Regions from separate parts of the Sus scrofa genome. Here region 2 is linked to region 1. Evidence: chromatin contacts called from public Hi-C data. All regions are on one chromosome and are shown on one strand. The core of a region is the stretch at or near the end of the contact, and the rest is flanking DNA. Distances in the headings are between cores, read along the strand shown.

What was found. A called contact is a pair of places that touch in the nucleus more often than the background predicts.
Region 2: a Hi-C map of omental adipose tissue shows a contact between it and region 1, with 2.1 times the contacts expected there. The contact joins the promoter of RAB4A here to the enhancer-like site in region 1. A contact is called at or near these places in 1 of 5 promoter capture datasets (liver), 14 of 47 Hi-C or Micro-C datasets (alveolar macrophages, embryonic fibroblasts, fetal skeletal muscle and 8 more) and 1 of 2 datasets of contacts at active chromatin or transcription factors (alveolar macrophages).

Annotation. Positions count from the first base shown.
Region 1 is chr14:59,950,962-59,955,315 of Sscrofa11.1, forward strand. No RefSeq gene overlaps it. Among named protein-coding and RNA genes, the nearest start is that of PGBD5, 110 kb to the left of the region's middle. Within about 2 kb of position 1,785, at least 19 of the 83 cell types and tissues checked have an H3K27ac peak or open chromatin away from gene starts, as enhancers often do. A contact at or near this core is called in alveolar macrophages, embryonic fibroblasts, mesenteric adipose tissue and 3 more, where this site is marked.
Region 2 is chr14:60,526,408-60,530,642 of Sscrofa11.1, forward strand. It overlaps RAB4A (ras-related protein Rab-4A), which reads right to left and starts at 2,142. Exons shown (of 8, transcript XM_001925483.7): 1 at 1,798-2,142. The coding sequence starts at 1,828. LOC102163174 (a long non-coding RNA gene) reads left to right here and starts at 2,222. Exons shown (of 4, transcript XR_002338974.1): 1 at 2,222-2,576; 2 at 4,156-4,235.

The DNA of each region.
Region 1 (4,354 bases), core at 535-3,034:
CTCCTGGGCATATATCCAGAGAAAACCGTGACTCAAAAAGATGCATGTACCCCAGTGTTCACTGCACCACTATTCACAATAGCGAAGACATGGAAACAGCCTAAATTTCCATCAACAGGAATGGAAAAAGATGTGGTACATCATACCCAATACAGCCACCCAAAAGAATGAAGTCATGCCATTTGCAGCAACGTGGATGGATCTAGAGATGATCACACCAAGTGAAGTAAGTCAGGCAGAGAAAGACAAATACCATGAGATCACTAAAATGTGGATTCAATTTTTAAAATGATACAAAGGAACTGTTACAAAACAGTAACAGACTCGTGGATTTTGAAATCAAACTTACGGTTACCAAAGGGGAAACACTGGGAGTGGGGAGGGATATTTGAGGAGGTTGAGATGAACGTGTACACACTACTATACATAAGACGGATCATCAACAACGACTTACCATATAGCACAGGGAACTGTACTTGAGATTCACTAATAACCTATATGGGAAAAGAATCTGAAAAAGAATGAATACGTGTAACTGAATCACTTTGCTGTACACCTGAAACTAACACAATGTTGTAAATCAAGTATACTCCAATATAAAATCCATAATCCAAGAAAAAAAATTTTAAGGAGAAGGCAAAAAATATACATGTTGAAGTTTGTGCTCAAAGGGGAGACGGTCCATCTGGAAGGAGGCACCTTCTTCTGAGGGAGCCAGGCAACTGGACGTGGGGTCTGCCTGAAGCATCCCGGCTGGGGCCAATGGCTGACCCCTTCTTCCTGTTCTCCCTGCCCTCTTCATCCCAGAAACTGTGGAAAGGTGGGGTGAGAATTTTCCTCCCTTACCAGGCTGCTGCAGCCCCTAGCAAAACCCTGACCCTGGACAGCCTGCATCAAGCCAGGTGACAGCAGCGGCTTTTTATCCACAGTCACCATCCACCAACCCAGGAGGTCTAGAGACCACAAGTAAGCAAACCCCCAAATCGAGACCCAAGCCCAGCCAGATAGGTGTATTCATGAAAATAACAAAGTAGAATATTTAAAAACCAGAGGAGGAGTTCCCATTGTGGCTCAGCGGTTAACGAATCTGACTAGGAACTATGAGGTTGTGGGTTCGATCCCTGGCCTTGCTCAGTAAGTTAAGGATCCAGCATTGCCGTTGCAAATGCAGCTAGGATCCCGAATTGCTGTGGCTCTGGCGTAGGCTGGAGGCTATAGCTCCGATTGGACCCCTAGCCTGGGAACCTCCATATGCCGAAGGTGCAGTGCTAAAAAAGATAAAAAGACAAAAACAAACAAAAAAACCAGAGGAGAGTTTCATCATGGCTCAGTGGTAACGAACCTGACTAGGAACCATGAGGTTGCGGGCTTGATCCCTGGCCTCGCTTAGTGGGTTAAGGATCTGGCGTTGCTGTGAACTGTGGTGTCGGACACAGAGGCAGCTCGAATCCCATGCTGCTGAGGCTGTGGTGTAGTCAGGCAGCTGAGCTCCGATTTGACCCCTAGCCTGAGAACTTCCATATGCCACAGGTGTGACCCTAAAAAGCAAAAGCAAAAAACCCAGAGGGATTGTTGTCCTATTGCAGACTGTACAAAGGTTGGGAAGGTATAGGTATCTCTTTCCAAGAATGTTATAGTGAAAAAAGAATTAGCAACCTGGTCTTACCTTTGTTCAGTTATCTTCCAAACCAAGTCTTTGGTCTATCATCCGTTCCATCATCTCTCCTTCCCAGAAACCTGTCCACCTCCCTTGCAACTCATACATGCGCCCAGCAGATGGCAGCAGAGGACACCTTATGTGCCTCTTAAGGGCACAGAATAAGGCCTTCATGCAACAGCTGTGCTGAGTCAGGGGTCAGGCGGTGTTCTTGGCACTGTGGGTGCAGCAGAAAAAAAAAGGATCTCTTTTGACCCCCAGCGGGGAGAGAGAACAAGCAAGTCATCAGACCGTGATACTGTGACGTCTTGGGGGCAGGAATAGGAAAGGAACTCAGTGCTGAATTTGACATTCATTCCTCCTGAAATGTGTGCTGGGTGCTTACTGGACCCAGGCCCTTGTAGGGACAGGTGACAAAGTCCCCTCCCCTCCTGAAGCTTGCATTCTAGCAGGGGGAGAGGACACAGTAAACCAAAAAATGCTCATATAGTATTTGTAAAGACAGCAAGTTCTACAGAGTAAATGAAAGGCCAGGTTTGGGGGGTGCTGGGGTCGGGAGGCAACAGATGGTCAGCTAGGCTCAAGGGCCAGGTTGAAGCAAGTCCCAAAGAGAGAGATGGCCCAGCAGCTCCAGGGCCCCATCCAGCCCTGTCCTTTGCCTGGCTGTGCCAGGGTTACATGGGGTACTGGTCCCACCCAGGCTGAGGTTGGGGCTGCTAGTCTAGAGCAGCAGTGCCTGGTGCCCTTGGGGAAGAGCAGCGGCCACAGGGCTGGACAGGCTGTGGTGGGTAAGATGGGGGCCCCGGGGACTGGAGGCCAGTCCAGCAGGACAAGGACAGCTCACTTTAGAAAACTGAGGGTGTTTGCAGAAACTAGCAGAGCGTGGGCTTGAGGGAGGAGGGGAGGACATGGTTACTGGATGTGGGCAAAAGAGGGCGAGAGGAAAGAGGCGGGGGAAGAGCTAGGGAGGATACAGCCACCTTTTACACAGAGAAGTTTGGGGGCTTCCTCCTCCGACAAGGGCTGTGAGCCAGTCATGGCCTGAACCTAGGAGCCCGCTCCTCAAAGTGTGGCCTCTGGTTACTGGGGAGCTTGTAGGAAATACAGATTCTCACCATATCCGTAATTTGGGGGGTGGTGCTGGGGATCCGTCTCAAGGAGCCTCCAGGAGGATGGAGATGCGGGTCCAGTTCACAACCCGGCGTCCATTCTCCTGAAACGACGATGTTCGGCTGCGGGTCTCGGGCTGGTGCAGGCACCTATTTGTTCTCTTGTTTTTCAACTCCCAAAGGAACTGCAATCCACAGCAAGGTTTGAGAATTACATGTCATACAAAGGGCAGGATTTTGAAGTCTGAGAACTGGGTTCAAATACTGTTCTGCTGACCACTTGATACCAACTTTTTGATGGCGCGCTTTGTTCATCTGCTGAAGAGGTGCAAGTGAGGATGGAGGGAAATTCGCTGCAAGGCTGCTTGCCTGGTTTCTGGCCAACCAGTCTCTCTTTGAACATTAGCTCTAGTCTTCCAAATCACGGCCTACCCACAGCCACTCCCCGAGTGGTGTCCAACCACACCAGGGGTTGCAAGGAGGGTTCAGCTGCTAGGATCGCATTGTGGGCTATGACCTCTGGGGCCCTGTCCAGCCCTGAGGCAGCCCCTGTGGATGTGTGCACTCTATGGACATCTGATTTGGAGCTGGTGGGAGGCCAAGCTCAGCTGTGCCTGTGGCTTCAGGGATTCATGAGGGCACCAGCCTGTATGAGTCTGCCAGGGGTGCTTTAATAACATACCTCAGGCTGGGCAGCTTCAAAAATAGACATTTATTCTCTCACAGCTCTGGAGACTTCCACATCAAGGTGCTGGCAGGGGTGGTTCCCTCTGAGGCCTCTCTCCTTGGCTCGTCCATCCATTGTCTCCCTGTGTCCTCACACGGTCTTTCCTCTGTGTGGGTCTGTGTCTTAAACTCTTCTTATGAGGTCGCCAGCAATATTAGATTAGGGCCCACCCCGATGGCCTCATTTAGCCTTATTTCTTTTCTAAAGAACTTGTCTCCAAAGACATTCTGGGCACTACAGGTTAGCACTACAACACAGGAATTTGGGGGGACACAATTCAGCCCATAACAGTCTGCTTTCTGGCCCCCTCAAATTCATATTTTTTAGTATGTAAAATAAATTCACCCCATCCCAACAGTCTCAAAGGTCTAAACCCATCCAGCATTAACTATAAGGTCCAAATCTTATCTAAACATCATCTAAACCAGGTATGAGTGAGACATGATGTATGACTCATTCTAAGAGAAGATTCTTCTCAAGCTGTGATTCTATGAAATCAGACATCAAGCTAGTATCTGCTTCCAAAATGCAGCAGCAGGGCAGGCAAAGATAGATGATCCTATTCCAAAATGTAGAAACTGGAAAGAAGAAAAAGGGATGACAGTCCCAAGCAAGTCTGCAACCTACCAGGGTAAATTCCATTAGATTTTTAAGGTGTAAAATCCTCTTTAACACTACAAAGAAAGAACATTACAGGCCAATATCTTTGATGAACATATATCCAAAAATCGTCAACAAAGTATTAGCAAACCAAATTCAATAACATATAAAAGAGATCATACACCATGATCGAGTGGAATTTATTTCAGAGATGCAAGGATGGTTCAAGATCTAGAATCAATCAATGTGATGTGCCACATT
Region 2 (4,235 bases), core at 892-3,391, 580 kb after region 1:
CAATGAACTCTGTCTGAAGTAGAGATGCCATATTTTTTCAAGGGTGTCATTTCAGAGAAGATAAATGAAACATAAAAGCTCTGACTTCCAGTCCTTCTCACTAACTCATCACCCTACTTGGCAAGTTTTTTTTTTTTTCCCCTCTTGTGGCATGAGGAAGGTCCCAGACCAGGGATCAAACCAGAGCCACAGTAGGGACTTGGACAGCTGCAGTGACAATGCCAGATCCTTAACCCACTGACCCACATGGGAACTCCTCCATTTGGTTTCCTGAACTTTCTAACCCTCCCTTACGCTTTTTTATCCAGCTCACAGAAAAAAAAGTGTGGGGTAAGGAGCACTTGAAAATAAAGCAAAAACTAGGAGTTTCCTGGTGGCAACTTCCTTGTGGCAATGTTAAGGATCTGGCGTCACCACAGTGGCTCAAGCCGCTGTTGTGGCACAGTTCAATCCCTGGCCTGAGATCTTCCACATATCTCAGGTGCAGCCAAAAAAAAAAACAAAAAAACAAAAAAAGAAAAAACATAACCAAAATTTCAACACTTGCTGGAGAAGTGATGTCCTTTATGGAATCTGACTGTGGCTCTCTACAGAGAGAGGCAGACCTTGTGCATGTGAAGTGTGGTAGCATCAGACTCTGACAATACTGATCCTACAACCAGGGATGCCCAGTGGGACTTCCTAAGCCTTCCAGGAACAGATTCCTGCTCTCAGTGTTACTGAGAACAAGGCCAGCCCCAGATGCACTCCTTTTACAGGGACTCTGCAGCCCTTGGGGGCTGGGCCTGTGGGGACAGGTTAAGGCTGTCCTGGCCGTGCTGGTCAGGTCAGGTTTCTTTCTCACATAGCTTTAGAGACCACATTCCTTCAGAACTCCCACCTGGGTTCTTAACCCATCTTTAGTGTCACAACCAGATTAACACTGTACCCCCTACTGGGCTGTGAGTTCCCTGAGACCAGAGAAGTGCCTGTGGTGAGTTCTGCAGTGCTGAGGCACCACGCCATAAAACCAGTCCACATCTATCTGTTGATGGGAAGGAGCAGTAGGCCAGGACAAATGGAGGCAACAGGACTGATCTGACTAGAGGTAACTGAACTTGTGCATCTCCAGGGACTGTAAAACCCAAATCAGTCTTTACCTGAGAATGCATGCTTCTGAAAGAGAGATCCCAGACTAGCAAACACCTCTGCAGCCCTGACACAGAGCAGGGGTATACTACATTGTTTATTTTTACCACATAGGATTAAAACAAAAACAAAACATAATCGATGAATTGGAAAGGCTTTCTTTCACTCAAAAAACCTCTGTTGGGCGCCTCCAGGTTTGGGTGCTACCGAGGAAGCAAAGATTAAGCAGACAGGGCTCTGCTTCAGAGGTGTTTGTAAGTAGCCATAACGCAACCTGAAAGGTCCCAAGAGGAAGAAATGGATGAAGTCGCCTATCGACAAGCCCTTCTTGTAATCCCACTGCAAAGAAAGGAATTCCAAGACAGGAATGGTCAGACTGCAATAGTTGAGGAAGGAACACACTCAATTGAAGGCGTCGCCCTAAGTCCTTCACAACTCTAGCTGGGAACAATACCGCATATGAAACCGAATCTCGAACTGGCTTCCCAAACCCTAAGCTGTTGATGTTGAGTAAAAAAGGAAAACCCTACCGGCGTGAACGCGGAGGAGAAGCAAAAGGACACTCGGAGAAACAGATCACGTAGATGCGCGACCCACCGCCCGACCCACGCCCCCGACACTCGGATCCGCATCCCCGCGGCCTCCGCCCCGCCGCCCCCCGCCCCTTACCGTAGGTCTCGGACATGGCCGTCTGCGACATCTTGGGAGCGGCACCGCCTCTCGCCGGGTCACCGGCTGCAGCTCTGGCGGGGCCGGGGCCAGGAGGCCGGGGTCGCCCGCCGCGCCTCGGTGGGGGACGGCGAAGGGCAGGGCACTGGAGGAGGGAGGGGCCCGCGGTCCCCACGGCAACTGCCGGCCACCCCGCGGATGCGGCCCTGCCGGACTGCCGGCTCCGCGCAGGCGCACGGCCCCAGCTCCCCCGCCGGCCTGGACGCGGGGGAGGAGGAGGAGGAGGAGAGGGGGCGCGGGGCCCGGCCCCCAGCCCGCGGTCGCGCGTGCGCGCGGGGAGGCCGGGGCGGGCCTAGGGGCGCAGAGAAGCTGGGGCCGGTGCGGGCGTGGGTGGTAACGGGCGCGGGCGGGGCGGGGCGTGTGCGCGCAGAGACCGGACGCGCGGAGGGGCGTGGCCGGCCCAGTCCAGGTCGCAGGGGCGCGCAGGAGCTGGGAAGGGCGCGTCGGGGCAGGCGGTCAGCCGGCCCCGGTGATTGGGACTGGGACTGTAGGGTCCCAGCGGGCAGAGAAAGCCATTACCTGCCCTGGGGAGAAAGACAGTCTTGCCAGGTTGGCCGCCACCTCAGTAGAGACTTCTTCGTGGTTACCTGGCGTGCTCTGCCAGATAGAGACTTCCTCTAAGCGGTAGTGACCTGTCGGGGACGTGGTGAATGTGTAACCAGGAGTCCGCAACCCCAGGAGTCCGCAACCCCAGGAGTCCGACTGGAGGCCAACCCTAGGTGCGGGGAGGCGGGCTTACCGCGGGGGAGCTGAGCTCCGCTCAGAACCTGCCAGGCGCTCTTGGGGGGCCGAGCTGCTGTCGGCGGGACCGTCAGAAGCTCAGATGTGCGGGCTCTGAGGAAGCCCCAGAGGACTAGATATTGGCCCCACTGCTCGGCATTCAGGGGACTGAGGCCCCTGGACCGGAAGCCCCTCTTGGCGGGTGTTTGTCTAAGGGTAGGAGTCGCTGGTTGAACATTTTGATTTAAGGAGCACAGCTGAATTCAGAATCCCTTTCTGTGGGAAAAGTAGCCATAAACCAAAAAGTTGACTGGGAAGAGGACTTTGGTTGGGATTTTGCTCCATTGGAGCATGATCAGAGCCACATGGCATCTCATAAGACCCAATCCTATTCAGGAGTTCCCGTTGTGGCTGACCAGTAATGAATCCGACTAGTATCCATGAGGACGTGGGTTCAATCCCTGGCCTTGTTCAGTGGGTTAAAGATTGGGAGTTGCTTTGGGCTGTGGTGTAGGTCTCGGAGGCCTCTGGGATCTTGCATTGCTGCGGTGTGGAAGGCCAGCAGCTACAGCTCTGATTTACCCCAGCCTAGGAATTTCCATATGCTATGGGTGTGGCCCTAAAGAGACAAAGAAAAAGAAGACCCAAGCTTATTCAAAAGACCCAGTAGAATCCTAAAAACACGCCCTGGCTAAGCTCCCAAGTGGCTTGGCTGTGGGGGGAGTACCAGGAAATACATTTTTTTCAAGTCCATTTGGCTCTGTCCTCTAAATTGGCATCAGGCCTTCCATTCCCTGAGCCCTTTCGCCTCCTCCCCAATGACTCTCTGGCTCTGCATCACTGATTCTAATAGAAATAGATATCCTTGCTTCTAAATCGCAGAGAAGGCCACCTGCTGAAACATGGGGAGGACCGTAATACCCTAGAATTATTCTGCATGTGTCCCTTGTTCAGTGGCTTGGACACTGTTGCTTTCTTATTTGGCTTTTCCACAGGTCAGGTTTGATTTTCATTCCTGAGTGTATCAGACAGACACTGATTAGAACTATGTCAGAGGAAAGATGGTGATCCCATTCTTTACATTGAAGTTTTCTTCCTGTTGGGAACTTCTGTGGATAATAAGAAAGGAACCACTAGATTATTGACTGAAACTGGACCATGTGATGTGCGAAACCTGAGCAGGGTGATAGAAATAAAAATTAAGCAACGATTTCAAAGCTGAGAGCAGTTTTCCTTTCTGTAGAAAACGAATACTTAGGCCTTTGGGAAAAACTATTTGTTTTGCGAAAACCACCCAAAGAAGCCATTTTTGTGTTAGTTTGCAAATATAAAGCCAAATATCACAAGTTAGAAAGGGAAGTACTCAAGAACTGAGGTTTGAAGGAGACAAACTTCCTTGAATAATAATGTGAAAGTTGATTTGCATCTCAGTAACTTTGAATCTTTGAGAGATGATACATTTCTCCTAGATATTCTTAGAGACAGCTTTGGTTCTGAGGTACTGTTGATTATGTAGAAGGAAAACTTATTGCAAAATTAATTTGTGTTTTCTCCAATTATTTTCTCTTTTCTCTTCAGGAGAAGTTTCTAAAAGCCTAGGTGCATTGGAGATTCATCTAAGGGAAATGAAAGGAGAAGGATTTCTTCCAAAATAGGTC